2 separate regions of the Cricetulus griseus genome follow, and region 2 is linked to region 1. Evidence: chromatin contacts called from public Hi-C data. All regions are on one chromosome and are shown on one strand. The core of a region is the stretch at or near the end of the contact, and the rest is flanking DNA. Distances in the headings are between cores, read along the strand shown. Region 1 has its middle 260 kb from the start of Aldh8a1. Region 2 has its middle 100 kb from the start of Aldh8a1.

Region 1 (7,941 bases), core at 1,550-4,049:
ACTTCTCTCCAGTCAGAAGAGAGTTAGGTTCTAACTTATACTGTAGTTTTCCTTTTCCAAATTACATCAGGTGACTTGGACAGTGTTTGACTCCAGGGCCTAATTAACTCCCAGAAGTCTACCTCTGGGAACTGACAGCGATGAGCCAACAGCAGAGACTCAGACTCACACACAAGCTAGGAATAGAACTTCCAGGACAACCTAGACAGGGAATATCACCTAAAGCCAAAGCTCTCAAAGTGCTCTATATCAAGATTTCAAAAATCCATGCCTTGGTTGGCTAAACACATCACAATACAGTAGAAGCTACTCAGCCATAAGAACTGATGATGAAGAGAAACATTGGAGAATGAGTTGACCTGGGGGGCAAGACAGGCTGTGAATCCACAAAGAATGTCAACTTGTATATGCACACACACACACACATACACACACACACACACACACACACACACACACACATATATATACATATACATACATATACATACATATATATATATATATATATATATATATATATAGTAGTGTTTCTAGAGGAATTGACTACATCTGTGGGCATTTTTATTTTAATTAGCTAATTCATTCATTCATCTATTTTGGCATTGACCTATAATGCTTAACAGCCACTCCACCACTGAGCAGCTTCCTCAGCCACTTGATCATGAACAGTACACTTTATATTCTTTTTGCTTCTTATTTTTCTATCTGATATATTTGGGGTGGGGTGGGGCAAAGCACAGCAGCTCAGCAGGTAGGAGTACCTGACACACAAGCCTACAAGCCAGGTGACCAAGTTCAATCTCTGAGACCCACAGTGGACAGAGAACTGACTCCTAAAAGTTGTCCTATATTCTATACACACAGACACAAACACACACACACACACACACACACACACACACACACACACACATGCACACATATATACACACACATATACACATATACACACTTGCACACACATACATACATGTGAACACACACAGAGGGAGGGAGAGAGAAAGAGGGAAGGAGAGAGAGAGAGAGAGAGAGAGAGAGAGAGAGAGAGAGAGAGAGAGAGAGATTATAAATTTCTGGGACTAACCATAGCAGTTAATGAAAACATTTTTTTTATAATTTTACAATATTCCACTTAAAACATTTTTTTGGAAAAAGAAGATAATACATGTTCCCCAAACCAGAGCAATAGCAAGCAAAGCCTCTCATTCCAAACTAATTGGGAAAATAAGTCCCCTACCATCCCTGTTTGTTAAAGAGTTGATAATTGTGATTACCTGACTGTTAAGTGGACAAGTTCTATTTCTGACCATTGTAAAGAAGTCTGTCTCGTGAAATGGACAGGTTTTATGGAGAAGACTCTTCCTTTGCTTGGTTATCTCTGGTTGGAGCAGAGCAGCTGTGGATTGTGTAAAGTTTGATTAGAGACAGACAACGTTCCCTGAAAGCATAGATCCTTTAACCAGGGTAAGCAAACCTTCCTCTTCTAAATGCCTTTCCTAGGACCCCAGACTTTCATTTGTCAGACTGCCTCTTGCTCCATAGCACCCACTGTTTGCAAATGTGACTAAACCATCACTCTTCAAGCTCCTGATCATCATAACCCCAGAAAGATTACATTCTGGAAAATTCTGTATGTTGTAAAGTATCAGACAGGCCCCAAAAGGTGACACTCACTGGGAAATAACAAGAATGGAGCAAGTAAGTAACTGTGGGCATTTGTAGCTCGTGCTTAAGTACCATGTGCTATTAGTTGCTTGAGGGAAACCCATGACCTTCATATGATTTTGGCACATGGTTAAAGTCTAGTCTTGGCACATAAAATTTCCCCAACCAGTATGTGTTAGATGAATAAATTTGCAGTATAGATATCCTGTTACAGGATCCCACTGCAAATACATACTCCTTGTCAGTCTCCTCTGGCCTACTTATTTCATACAGATTAGCGGCATGAAATCAAGCCATCATCGCTTCAGGCAATTATGATGAAGTTCTAAAGATAGGTCTCATTTCTTATCTCTTGAAAGATGCCTAGGAATCTTTAATCTCTTAAATTCTTATTTCCTTAATTCTTTTAATAGATTAAAAACAAACCCCAAAGTCAACATGAAACACACATAGAGAAACTTGCAGTTAAACAATCTGCTAACCGCATAATTCTTGTAAAAAAGGTGCACACACGGGGATGGGGGCAGAGAGAAAGCCATTAACCGGCATCTAGACAAGAACAGCAAAACTCTGGAGTGCAATAACCTGCCATTTTATTGGGAGGGTTTTATGATGTCTGTGCTCCCGAAAATAATCCTCTTTGGCCTCCTTCTCTTCCTTCTCAGTATTTTAAGTGAGTAAAGCAGTGCCCAGAGAAGGAGCTAAAAGGGGAGAAGTAGAAGAAATCTGACTGTTATTAAACACCTATTGTGTGCCAGGCATTTTCTGCCAAGTAGATATTAACCCCACTTTGTGAATCAGGTGATGTAGTCAGCAAGAGTAAGGGGCTCCATGAATTGGTAAGCCAATGGATGCCTGTGCTTGGTCAGCACCCAGGCCATTCTGTCTTAAAAGTCTGAAGGTCTGTGCTGAGTCTGTCAGTAGTGCAGAAATAGAAACAGTCTGGACAGTTTTCTCCTCGGAAGACTTGGTGACTTGGAAGGCAAAGTTAATCATCACTTAACCCATGGAACAGTCTTTCTCTGGCCTCCACCTACTTGGCTGTGGCCTCTGGTTTTTGAGCAAGTGAACCCTGGAGCTTAAGCAATACAAGGGCTGTGCTGTCTGAGGCTGGCCCAGCTGACTCAACCCATGTCTGGGTCAGTGTCCTTATTTAATTCTTCCTCTTCTTAGTTTCAGGTCCCAACTCCACTGTCTGTGTCCTTTGCACGAAGGACAGATGGCCTTCCACGCTTGCACAGTCCACAGCATTTATAGCAAGTCAGCGAGTGGTGTACAGCACATTTTTTTATTGCTTCAGAGGTCTGTGGGAACTTGAATTCTGTACATGAAGGTGCAAGGTCTTTCTGGCAAGAGCTGGAAAAGCTCCCGACATTTCCTTTAGCCTGCTTTCCTTTTTACTTGTGTTCCTTACCAGTGTTCCAGATTTAAATAGCATGTTTGTTTTTCATTTAAGCTGCACAATAGTTAACATTGTTCCTATTGTATAAAATTAATTTTAATGAGGTGATGATGTCAGTAGTACATTAGAACTATTCATTTATGGCTTTCCTTTTGCAAATGTTTTAGCCACTTTAACTTATCTATGTGTTCTGGGAGCCCAAAAGGTGCCATTGATAGATTCATTTCGTATCTATAAAAACTGTCTGTCTTTTTTTGTTTTTTCTTTTTTTTTTTTTTCAAAACTCGGGTCTCAGTATGTAGCCCCGGCTGTCCTGGAATTCATTATGTGAGTTCAGGCTGGTCCTGAACTCACAGAAATCCACCTGTCTCTGCTTCCCAAGTGCTAAGATTTAAAGGTGGGCCACTGTGCCACTATGCTTGCCAAAATCAATCTTTTCAATCTTCATTTTCAGGTATCACAGAAAATGGCAATGAAAGCTATGGAGTGATTGGCCCATTTACTGTCATCTTCCTAACCTTCATCCAGATCAACTGTCTGCCTTGGAACCTGTCCTTTCAGGTGAATAGAGCTGAGACTGATATTTTCCTATCATATCCATAGTCAGCTGTATACAAAATTGATATTGTATAACACATGCTATTATGTCTCTTAATAAAATCAGGTACTTTTCTCATTAATAAATGCTTTCCTGAAGCATAATTTTTGTACATTATATACCATTCCTTTCTGAGATGTAGCATGTCTTATTTAGTATTCCCCCTGTAGTTGGAAGTTCAAATTGTTTGCAGTTTGTCCGTACTATAAAAAAAGTGTTAAATGTACCTCCATGCATGAATTTTTAGATGGAGTCACTCTGGTTATAAATTTCTATGACTAAAAGGTTATAGAGTAAAATTTCTGAATATTTTAAGGGATTTTGGTACATTTTGGAAAAGTGTGGTTGTGTTTGCTTTCTACAACCATTCATTCCTGTCCCTCCTGGCTTGTTGTGTGTGGTTGGGACTAGCCTTCCATCCCAGCTCATGATTTGTCCTTCATCAGGAGCAAGGAACACGCTGTGTCCATCTTCACTCTGCTCATCAGCCCCTGCATCAGCCTCACACTCAGCTTGACTGGAGTTGTGATGAAAACATGGCTTATACTGAGCATGCTGAATATCTGTCTGTACTGGAAGTCAGATGATTGCAGATGTGTCAAATCAACCAGGGACAGCTGTTCATTAAACTTAACACCATGCTAGGGAGATGCTTCATAGATAAGGTTTCACATATGATAATTTTCTCTCTTGTATGTAGAGTTAATGTCATGCTTATCTCATGCAAAACTGATGAAATAAGGCATATATGGAGATAGATTTTTTATGTATTCATTGGAAATAGTTTTGAACTTGTTTGTATATTTAAAATGAACAAGTACATTGACCTTATATTTCATCTACCACTTGGGATGCCTGTACATTTAAATATAACACCAATTTGTTTCTTTATTCTAGATTTTTGTGTCTTCTTTATTTCTTGCCCAGGTCAAGATATTCAGATGTTATCTGTGCTGATAATATAGAAGCAAGTGTTGCAGATATCAGATTGTTATAATAACAGGACTCTGACATTGCACTAAGAAAACACGTCATTCCATTTGTTGTATACACAATGTCCTGAACAGTTATTATGAGTAATTAATTTTTCCTTGCTGACATAGGAAATTTTATTGGCTCTTTGAAAACTAGTTTCAACTAGCTTGTAGACTGACCACACAGAACAAGGCAAGTGGAAATAAAAAGTCAAGTCACTAATCCTTAAAGGTCAGTTTTTGTTTGTTTGTTTGTTTGTTTGTTTAAAGTCATCTCAGTGTAGTTAAATCATTGCCTCGCTTCCTGAAGAGGTAACATTACTGTATATGAGAATTTTATTCACATAAACATTCAATTTTATCATTCTATATTTGCTACTGCCTGCTCATGCATTGCAATGATTGCTACTAGTAATCCTTTGTGGAGCTTTGTATTATAGGCCTAGCTGGGAACTTGCTCACTTTCAGAGCTACTCACTGTGATATAGTGGTTGGAGTCCAACTGTAAGCTCGTATATGCCTCGGTTCAGAGCACTGAAGCCTGCAATAGCATTTGCAGTGTGCAAACTGAATTGAAGTTTCATGATGGTAAGTACTTCAATTTTTCAATTATTTCCCCACTCTACATTTGTGATTTAGTCTCACAATAGTTTGTAGGACTCGTGACAGTCCTACAAACCTTTGCACATTAGTCTAGAGAGGCTATGTCTTTTATTCCAGATCACATGGCTATAGCTCAAGTGGAGATGTTTGAGCTCACTTTTATTTTGTTTTATTTGTACCTTAGACCTATATCCTTATGATAGATCTATATCCTTTCCTCTGAAAGATACTCCTGTCTTTTCATGCATCTGTTTATTCTGTTGTTAGACAGGCCCAATGAAAGAAGCCTCAGGGAAAGGAAGGAATGGTGAAGTTAGCCAATTCAGGGCTTCTGGAATTATCCTTGCTGAGAATTATCAACCTTTGTCAGTACAACTTACTCCCCACCTCTCCACCCACCCTTGAAGAAGTAAAGCCTACAGACATGCAAACATTCTCTTCATTCCACATGGTTTTTTGTTTTAGCTACTCCTGAGATAGAATGAATAGAAAAATTGAGAGGAAATGCAGAGATTAAAGGTAGCATTTCCTCTGGATTTTAATCATCACTTGTGTGATCCTTACCAGTGTGACACAGATAATGGTAACAAGGACCCTGGAGGAAACTGATCTGCTTTTAAGTCCAGACACCCTAAAACTCAGCTGGGGGAAGAGAGTGATGTTGGGGACAATGATGTGGCCCGAGAGGCTGAACAGAAGACTTGCTTACTTAAGCTACTGATGTGCCTTGAAATTCTGAGCAAATGGCTCATTTTTATATGCTTTTAAATTGTTTGCTTAAGAATGTCAAAGACAATAAGTTAAATATTTAATTTTAGTCATAAAGTCTTTGTGGCTACTTGTTTTCAGCAAAGGATGTTTCAGATAAATAATGTTTCCCAGAGAAGGTGTATGGGTTGTGGCATCTACCTTTCAAATTTCCCCAAGATAATAATGCTCATTGCATGTAATCCCCCTTTGAGGTCATTACTATTATAGTACCTGATTTTCAGATGAAGAAATCGAGGCTCAACTTGTTCGCTAACAGTGAAATAATAAAGTCAGGACTCAGATCTCTGGGGATTGCAGCCAACATCCAGCTACTTAAATGCCAACTGTTCAACACAGCCACAGCGAGTGCTAAGCAAGTGGCTAGGAAGTCCATTGTTCACTGAACAAGGTCATAGAAACAGAAAGGGCTGCCACTGAGGTGTTATAAAATGGCCGGTCTTCAGCAATGTTCCAGTGACATCACGAAACTAAGGAAAAAAAGGAAATCGCCTAAGGTCAGGCCCATGGCTTTGTGAAGTTCTTCACATTTGAGATTTGAGGGCCCTTGCAGAGCCTCATCTCCTCTAGTGCTGGGCAGAGCATGCCAAAGTTTCCTCATGGAAAATTACTTCAGGTTTCATGAAGAGTTTCCATTGTTAGAGGGGATGGCTTATTCATCATTCTCTCCTGAGTCTGTGCTTAGGGCTTTGAAGTGACCTTGACTTTGGCATATGCAGAGTGAGGTGGCAAACACTACTTAGCACAGCTGCAGGGATCTCTTCTACACACAAATGCTTCCTCACTGCAGCAGCAGGGCAGGGACCTCTCCCACACATTTAGCTGCCACTGTAAGCATACCCACACAGAGCTCTAGTGCTTTTCTGTTGAAGAGTGTCAAAATCCAGTGGTCTTAGTTGGTCCACCTCTGCATGAAGCTTTGAGTCTCCCAAGGCAAGATGGTTTCTTTTTACACTAACAGTGAGACTGTACTTGGACCATGTCCATCTGCCAGACACTTTACCATATTTATGGAATACATTTTCCCCTTGTGTGCTCCTTTCAATTGCCCAGGCTGGAAGAGCAATGTTGTAGACTATTGCTTGGAAGTGATTGATTGACTGCAGGTATATTTTATCCACCAGTGGCTTCCTCACCCTAGTCATTGCCTTTTCTGATACCGTTAAAGGGCTGACAGTCCTTAATACTAAAATGTTGGAGTCTTGACCCATTGGCTTGAATCTTTGGGATTCTTCCTAGTGAGACTGTTTAAGCCAAGTTAGCTATTGGCTTCCCTCAGTGAGCTGGGTTTGCTAAGAAAGATCAGAGTGAGGGGGGGGGGAGCATGAGTGACAGGAAAGGCTTCCTCTTGGAAGAACTGGGATGGAGGCTGGCCAGAAATGTCTAGAAGGGAGAATGTTCAAACTGAGTGCAAGATGATGGCTACAAATTTCAGAGCTTTGAGCTTCTGGTAAGGACCCCTTGATTTTCACTGTGTGGAAAAATTACTTTGGCTCTCTCCAGTATACTGAAATGTCAGTCATAGAAACTACACTCTGGTCTTTCTGACCACTCTGGTCTTTGGTGGCTTCCAAAAGGGTTGTTGAAATACAATGTAACTTGTTTGTCTCCCCAGAGAAGGATTGAGGAGCTGACAGCCATTCTCTCCAGTCTGACTTCAGTGTTCCTTCTGAATAGACTTACAGAGACCATCAGCATTTAGGGTTGAAAAAACCCTGAAGACAGCAGGCAGCCCCAGCCAGTTTAACATGGCATCAGGACTGTTGCCAGAGAGGGAATGCTAATACAGGAGCATCAGCCTAGGCTGCCAGGTTGGCACAAAGGCGCAGGTTACCTCACCTGTCCTCCTGGTTAATCTTGTTATGTTAATGGATGTGATTTCTCCACTGTGGAGAATGCATGTTCTTGGCACCCTGCACAGTGCCTTA
Region 2 (7,941 bases), core at 1,424-3,923, 160 kb before region 1:
TTTAAAGGTAAATGACTTGGAATATACTTTTATTAGAATCAGATATACTGCGACACAAAGGATCCAGGAGTTGGAGAAAGGGATACTTGGATCAAGGGACAATAATAGCATGTGTAGTAGGTTATTAACTCTGTTCACTTGCTCACTCCCTCAGTAATGTTTAACAAGGCTTTATTGATTACAATAGCCTTGATTTGTAAATGTGAACAGAAGATCACATTGTGGGCACCAGGCCAGTTCTTGCACACAAAGTCTGCAAGCCAAACATTCATTAATAATTGATTTTAAGGGAATTATACAAGCCCTCGTGGGCCTGTCTTTTGCCAGCATATTTCATTATAATGCATAGCTTGATTTATGAATAACCGTAGGGTATTAATTCCTGAAGGCACCGTGGACTGGAAACTGGAGGATCTAATCAGGGGCAGAGCCAGGTTTTCTGTCTCCTATTGCAAAGCCTTTGATGTGAGATGTATGTGCACTCTTTCATCAATAGCATCTTGAACACTGGCTGTAGATATAAAGAATGTGACAGCTCAATAATTTACAACATTTCTCCAAGAAGCTTACCATAGAAGATCCCAGACACTCTGGGCTTCATCTTCTGAGCTTTCTTGGGAGGCTGAGTCTCTGTGTTAGAGCTTATGAGGATTGGGATTCAGAAATTGTTTGTTCAGTGAGACACAGTCCCTGGCAATGACAATGACCTTAAGTGGCCTGTTTCATAGTTTGGAATGCTATCCAACACTCCATAATATATTCATGTGGAAATTATAGATTTTGCTCCTCACTGCACCCAGAAAGTGAAATACAATTTGCACACCCTATCTTCTTCTCTAACCACTTGTCTGCTCATACATGAAGGTTACAGATCTGTACCAGCACCACCTGAGTCCCTTGGTATGCTCTTTCCTCTAGCATCCATTTGGCATCTCTGATACCTAACTTCTTCTCTTGAATGTCTATAGATTATGTTTCTATCATGCCTGTTATAATGGCTGTTTCACACGGACTACCTGTTTGATGTTCATTTTGGTCCTGTCCATTCTCAGCTCCATGACTTGTGGCCAGCATTGAAGTACTCCTGGTTCTACCTGACTGGTGTCTGAAGGTCTATAGGTTCTTGTTTGTCTAGGAGAGGAGTGCCGACACTTAGTCCTTGACCTGAGTCTATCACTTAAGCCCATGGCTGTGGTTGTGTTGCCCCTAGGCTGCTGTGATATTTTTGTATCCACTTGGAACCATGGCTAGATTCACATAGCTGCCTGCTCTAGACCAAAGGAACATGAGGGATTTGGTATCTATCTGATTCTGGCTGGAGATGAGAATTGGACTCATGCTACCCATGGCTTACTAGTATCTAGAAATACAAACTTTTGCTTTAACCTGGCAAGAGTCAGTGGACAACTTCAACATCAGGTTCTGGGACTGGTAAGGGTGGTAGAGAAGAGATGCACTGCCAATGTGCATAGCTTTAAGTAGAAACACAACAATGGGGCTCCACAATATAGATGGTCTTCATCAGGTTCCAGCTCCTAGACCCAATGAATACCTGTGTTCTCCTCTCTCTTATGTTTGGACCTTTAAATGTGAATGGTCATCACCTTCTTAGGAACGCCTTCCATAGAGTTAATGAACTTGGCTTGTGCAAGTTTTCTTAGCTATGTCAGGGGATGGCAAACATTTTATTAAAAATCTAGATAATAAATATGCTAAGTTTATGACCCATGCATTTTTTCTGGAAGTTACTTGGCTCTGATATTTGGAGAGTCAAAGTCTCAGAACATGAAAATGAGCCATGCCTGTGTTCCCATATATCTTATTTATAAATCAAGTCCACGAGCTATACTACATAGATACTAGAGATGTAACAATACTCCTTTAGGTTGCTCTTGAGGAATATCATTGTTAGGTTTAGTAGAGTTATGGAAACATAGTTGAGAGAATTAAGTAGGGGAAAAAATCTTGGCTACTTTAGATTGGCATTCCTACCCAGGTCAAAGACCTCCAACTCTTTCTAAGCCGTATCTCTTCATTTTTGTGTGGGAAGTACATTGGTTCTCTGCTCCCCCATTTAAAACTCAGTCTCCGTTTAAGCACTACTTCCTCTTTGAGACTCATATTGCTTTAGACCCAAGAGAGATTGGCTCTTTTTTTTTTTAATTACATATTACCTTTATATTCCATGAGAGTGGGTTGTAATCACAGCACTGTATCTGGCTTATTGAAAGTGTCCATTTATGGCCTAACATTTCATAGTTATCATGAACTTATTCCTCTTGGATTCTTCTCTCAAAATATGGCTCCAGTGAATGTACAATTCTCCTTGGTCGAGGTACTCTAGTGAATGAGCACTTCTTTTTGGTTGTGGCATTTAGTTTATTAAAGCTACCTTACAGACCTGATGTCTCTGCCTTGTAATAATACAGGGACCCAGAGCCACCACTTTCAATGGATTCTGAATTTCAGTCCAGTGAGTCCTATGTTCTGTTTTGAGTGTGTAGAGTTTTAATTTTTCATGTCAAGCAGTTTAAACCATAGAGCAGACACTCAGGCAAGCATGATGACAGAGTGCTTTTGGAGTCTTCGTCACTGGCTCTATTTACAACTGACAGAGGTGATCCAGCGGCTACAGAAATGTTTATACAATCCAGGATTCTTCAAGCTGCACGGTCTCTGGAGACAGTTCTGAGAAGGGCAGAGTGCCAGTAAGGCTTGATGTAGGAAAGTAGGAAGTTGGAGACATCTGTCAGGCCTCAGGGCTTTTCCACATCCTAAGGTCAGCCCAGGCAACCACATTTCTAGGAGAATTTACAAGTGACACATTCTAGTGTGCCAGTTGACTCCAGCTAGGCAAAGGAGAACCTGTGCTAATCTTATTATACTTTGTGGTCTGGCAGCTTCAGAGTCGTGACAGCCCATCTTGTACCCTACCCCATTTGATGAATGGAATGCTACAGCACTAATAACATCAGCCAATGCACTATGGTATCATAGGAGTTTAGCTTTCAGCTCTATGAGAAGTGTCTGGTGTTCATTTGGAGAAAAAAAAATATGTCATCCCAGACACACACACACACACACACACACACACACACACACACACACACTTTGCATTATGTATTGGCAAGTCGCCGGAGATGGAATAGAGCTTTTCGAGACCTGACACTTGAATGGGTATATCTAAGGAGAGGAACAATAGCAGGAGTGACAGGGCTGTCTTTTTTTGTCAAGATTTCAGCAAGCAAATATTCTAATTGTATGAGCACTGCAGAAATAGAAAGTGATGACCATGTTCATGAATGAAGTTCTTAGAAAGAAATAGTGGTTTCTGGATCATCAAGTTAGAATTGGTTGCCATGTTTGTCTTATTAAACACATTTTAATTATTTTTATGTTAGCATACACAATACTGGGCTTCATGGTGACATTTTAGTCGTAGTGTAGTTGTACCTCGCTCCTATTTTTATTATCCTTTGATGATGCCCACTGCTATCTTTTCCTCTAACACTAGTGGGGCTAATAACTTTACAAAGTCAATAGAATCAGAAGTTACCGGAAGCTCGTGCACAGCCATGCTCTTCTGATGTTTTAAGAAACCCGTCTTTCTCAGTCCACAATGACTTTCTTTCCCTTACTTTTTGGAAATCACATCTCATGGAAGTGTTTGCATTTCTTACCTGAATGTTTTAAGTAGAGCATGATTTTGCTGGGGAAGGAGAGGAATACTGTATGGAGATGATATGATAACTAAGGACAATGTGAATAGGCAAGTGTATTTTAAGCAGATAAACAGGGCCAAAACTGAAGGGCAACAAGGAAGTTTCTGGCTTGAAATGACTTTATGCTTCTAAAAATATTTTGTGTTGTACCTATCTTTCTATTTCAACAAAATGGACCCAACATATCTAAATTCTTGTCCCAATATTGACAGACGGCTCATTTTCAGGGCTTCTGTTTTGCTGGCTATTAAATGAAGGGTCCATTTTTTGTGGAGGAAATGGTTTCAAATGGCCAGGACGAATAAAGCACTGTGTTTTCCAGAGACCTGCATGGAGTCTTTTGGCTGTGCTACATAATTTGGTGGAATCTAATTGTACATTAAGGCCAAGTTCTTCCGAACGGCATTTAAGCATCCTCCTACTGTGGTTTGAAATTGCCTTTCTATCTCATTTCCCCTCTGGCTTCTTCCTGGACTCTTGATTCTTTCTCAGTGTTGCAAAAATGCCTTCTCTTGGGGAGATATAAACAATGCCCTCCCTCCACCCCCACTGAAAGGTCCAAAAGACAAACTGAAGCATGAGTCCACCAAAATTGACTCTGGGCTGACCTGTGAATTTACTAGGCTTCCTGACAAAGCAGTGGAGTTTGCAGACCAAAGCATGCATGGCTTTAAAGTCACCACACTGGAAGGACTTTGCCCAACATAAATGACAACGCCCTAGCTGTGTAGTTAGGACACCTCTCCCCCAGTCCTTCCCAGTTTATAAACTAGCTCTTTCCTGAGGGGATGTGAAGTTAGGGCAGAATGGCATACACCTGATTAGGAGGCGTAGCTGGATATTCACAGGATGGTCCTGTGACCCTCCCTAACAATCTTCCTACGAGGGAAGGTCAAGAGTCGATAAGCCCAGCTGTGGTGATGCCCTGCAAGTCAGCACAGGTGTCTCATAAAGATGGTGGCAGATAGGCTCTGAGGGTGGTCCTATATAATAGTTTGCAGTGAACTCTCTTGACCTTGGGCTTTCTGTTCCCATCACCCTGGGATGCTGCACACACTTAAAAGCAAAACCAAAAAAAAAAAAAAGGCAATCTTTGTTAGCTTTAGAGAATGGATTTCCCACTGTCCTTTGTGCTTACCAATAGCAGGGCCTTTTGCAAGCAGGGCCATCTCTTTATTCCATATTTTGTTTTCCTGTCTCCAAAGTTGGGGTCCTTATGTGGAAACAGGTCTAGCCTCTCAAATATAGTGAGACTGGCAAATGTTTGAGAACAAGAAAGATTGCCCAAAGAGGAGACACTCAAGTTAACTTTTGAAGGTTGAGAGGTCCTTCGTTTTTGGTTTTCACTTTTTAATGGGTGCATCGACCCAGGATGATGGGAAACAGAAAGCCCAGAGTCAAGAGAGTTCACTGAAAGAGTATTATATAGGACCATCCTCAGAGCCAATCTGACACCATCTAAGATGCAACTTCGTGATTGTTCACAGTGTTGTCCTGGGCAATGCCTGAACTAATTTCAAAGGCTGGTCCTTACTCAGGGATAGGAAGGAATGTGCAAGCAGTCTCTCCTGACCCAGCAACTGAATGACGACAGAATCTAGACCCTGTGCACAAAACAGAATAGCCTAGATTTGACCACTGTTTGGTAAAATGCTTGAAGTCACACTTAAAAGTGATATTTTGCTGAAAGTGTTAAGCAAGACGTGCAGAGGTCAATAGCTGGAATGGATATGGCCCTTGAGGCAGATGTTTGCTGTGTCAAGGCTGAAAAGTGTGGCATAAGAAGAGTCTGAAAAATGTGTTAGGCAAGACGGCTGTTCAGTGGCATCCGGCTTTTAGATTCTTGAGCTTTGGAAAGCCGGGGAAGAGAACAACATGCTGAAATATATATTGTCTTGGGAAATTAGGGCACAGAAAAGAAACAGTGCAGTTGCATCACAACATGGCGAGGGAACTGATAAACCGCCACTAGGTGGCACTGTTTCTTCATCTGTGAACATTGCTTGTCATCCCCAGCCTGCAGCAGGGGTCAGTGCTGTCTAGGTCATGGCCTTGGGATCCTGGCTGGAGCAGGCTAGGATGGAAGACACTTTAGTTTCATTTGGCTTCCTTCTTTGTAAAACCAAGAATCCTGGTACTGGGGATTGTGAAAAACTTCTCCAATTACTATTTTTTTTTGGTAACTTTAAAGTGAGAAGTTTTTTTTTTTCTTCATAACTTTAAAATGACCCATGTTCTGCCTTTTGATGTAAGCAGACACTGGCTACTCTTTCTTCAATCAAATCTCAGCTAGATAATGGGACAGAAAACACATGGGGCAAGGATCAATTGAACAATGGCACACCTTGTATGCATTGGTATGCTTCCTGGGCCTACACAATTCCCATGTAAGGTCTTACTTACATACTCAGCAAATGTAGGGCCGGAAAGAATCTTAAGGACTGTAAGCATGAGCTTCCCCAGGGGGGAATCTGTCACCACACCTCTTTTTATTTTTATTTTTGGCTTTGTAGGTCTAGAACTTTCTTCTTGGCCCCGGGTCAGCTGGAACCTCTGCTTCCTTGTGTAGATTGCTGAATTTCTTATGGAGTTCTGATTGCTTACATCTCAGGTAATCACTGAATGACACGGCACCTAGCTGCTGGTGTGAGCTGTGTTTCCTGCCCTCATCCTTAGCAGAGATCCGAAAGGGGTGCTGTTCAGACATTTGCAGTTCTATGGTTATTATGCCCAGGCAAGAATACAATGGTAGGCTGATCATGTAGCCGTGTGCATTTCTGGGCCAGTACAGTTTGTTTCTGTTTGATGCTGGTCATTAATGGAGCCCGGATCTTTTCAATGCATAGACAGGCTGTTTTTCCCTCTGCCAGCTGGAAGGCCATTTGTCTGCTGCTTCTAACAGGAACTGTAACAAATACTTACCACTTGTAAACAATATTGTAAACAATAGCCCACCCTTAGCCTAAAGTGAAAATACCACCTCAGTGGGAGGGGACACTTGGGGATAATTAAAGAGACTTGGCAACGTGTATTATGGGGTGGTGTAGAGAAACAAAGTTTGAAAACACAAATATTTAAGTCTACCACTTGCAAACGTGGTTTGTGTCTTTTTTTCATTTGAGTGATGTTGGATTTCAACTTTGTCCTTTCTTCATGTAATGACAGCAGTTTTATTTTTAGTAAATATTTAAGTTCCCATTCTTTAAGAAGACAAAAATGGCAACAATCTCCAAATGCACCAACTCCCGGCCCCTCTTCCCGCTGCCAATGGCCCACCCTCTCTTCTCACTAGCTCAGTTCAGCGCCAGTGTTCACTGCTAACAAGGTTTCATTACTGCACAAGGGAATTTGGCCCTTGCTTTCAAACATGGAGTTGAGCTTGATACAGCCTCAGCAGGGGACAGATTTCCCTTTCTTCATCGCTATGCTTCCCTGGTGTGTAATCTTGTCTTTTGAAATAGTTGCAATCAGAACAAATTACCTAAAGAGTGGGGAATGAAAAGATCTCACAGCCGTTGTGGGTATTTTTTTAGTTTTCTTTAACAATTGGCACCTTCCCTCAGTAATTGAAAATGATCCAGGAAATCTGTGTGTCCTTGGCAACACTTCTCCTGAGTGTGTGAGCTCAGAGCTCAGCTTTTAAGGTGACAGCAATTGTTTCAGCTGATGCAGGGGGAGGAGGTGTGGGGGAGGGGGGCAAGAAACCTGCCTTCCAGGACCTGGTTCCCCTCCCACAAGGGTAGTTTTTTAAATGATTGGCTGCTGGGGCTGGGGGAAGAGTAATGGGTTTATGGCTCGTCTGGACCCAAATCTCATAAGCCCTAAGTCAGGTTGGGTATAAGTGCTAGTCAGTGGAGGTCACCACATAGCTGTATTTTACTAAAATGAGCCCTGTAACTAGGAGCATACAGGGTCTATGTGCTACCCCTAGTCTGTCAGAGGCTAAGAGGCTGGGCTTCTACCAGCACAAACGATATGAGATCTAACCCTCAGAATCCATCTTCAACTCTTGGTCCTTGAGTCCCACTACATTAGTGTCAGGAAGACAGCTTTGCTATGCCCCCAAAGCTCGCTGCGTGCTGTGAGGGACTGCTCCCCTCATCAGACCCCTCTTTCTGCCTCATAAGCATTTGGGAAATAACTGTTTTCTTCCTGGATTCAGAGAGATGGTGTCCTGGTTAGGCAGCTAGCTGGGTAGTTTTTTTTTGTTTGTTTTTGT

The links. A called contact is a pair of places that touch in the nucleus more often than the background predicts.
Region 2: a contact with region 1 is called in a Hi-C map of liver, with 2.8 times the contacts expected there. The contact joins two enhancer-like sites. A contact is called at or near these places in 3 of 8 Hi-C or Micro-C datasets (the CHO-K1 cell line, fibroblasts and liver).

What each region holds. Positions count from the first base shown.
Region 1 is chr2:268,208,004-268,215,944 of CriGri-PICRH-1.0, reverse strand. No RefSeq gene overlaps it. Among named protein-coding and RNA genes, the nearest start is that of Aldh8a1, 260 kb to the left of the region's middle. Within about 2 kb of position 2,799, at least 1 of the 6 cell types and tissues checked has open chromatin away from gene starts, as enhancers often do.
Region 2 is chr2:268,364,538-268,372,478 of CriGri-PICRH-1.0, reverse strand. No RefSeq gene overlaps it. Among named protein-coding and RNA genes, the nearest start is that of Aldh8a1, 100 kb to the left of the region's middle. Within about 2 kb of position 2,673, at least 1 of the 6 cell types and tissues checked has open chromatin away from gene starts, as enhancers often do.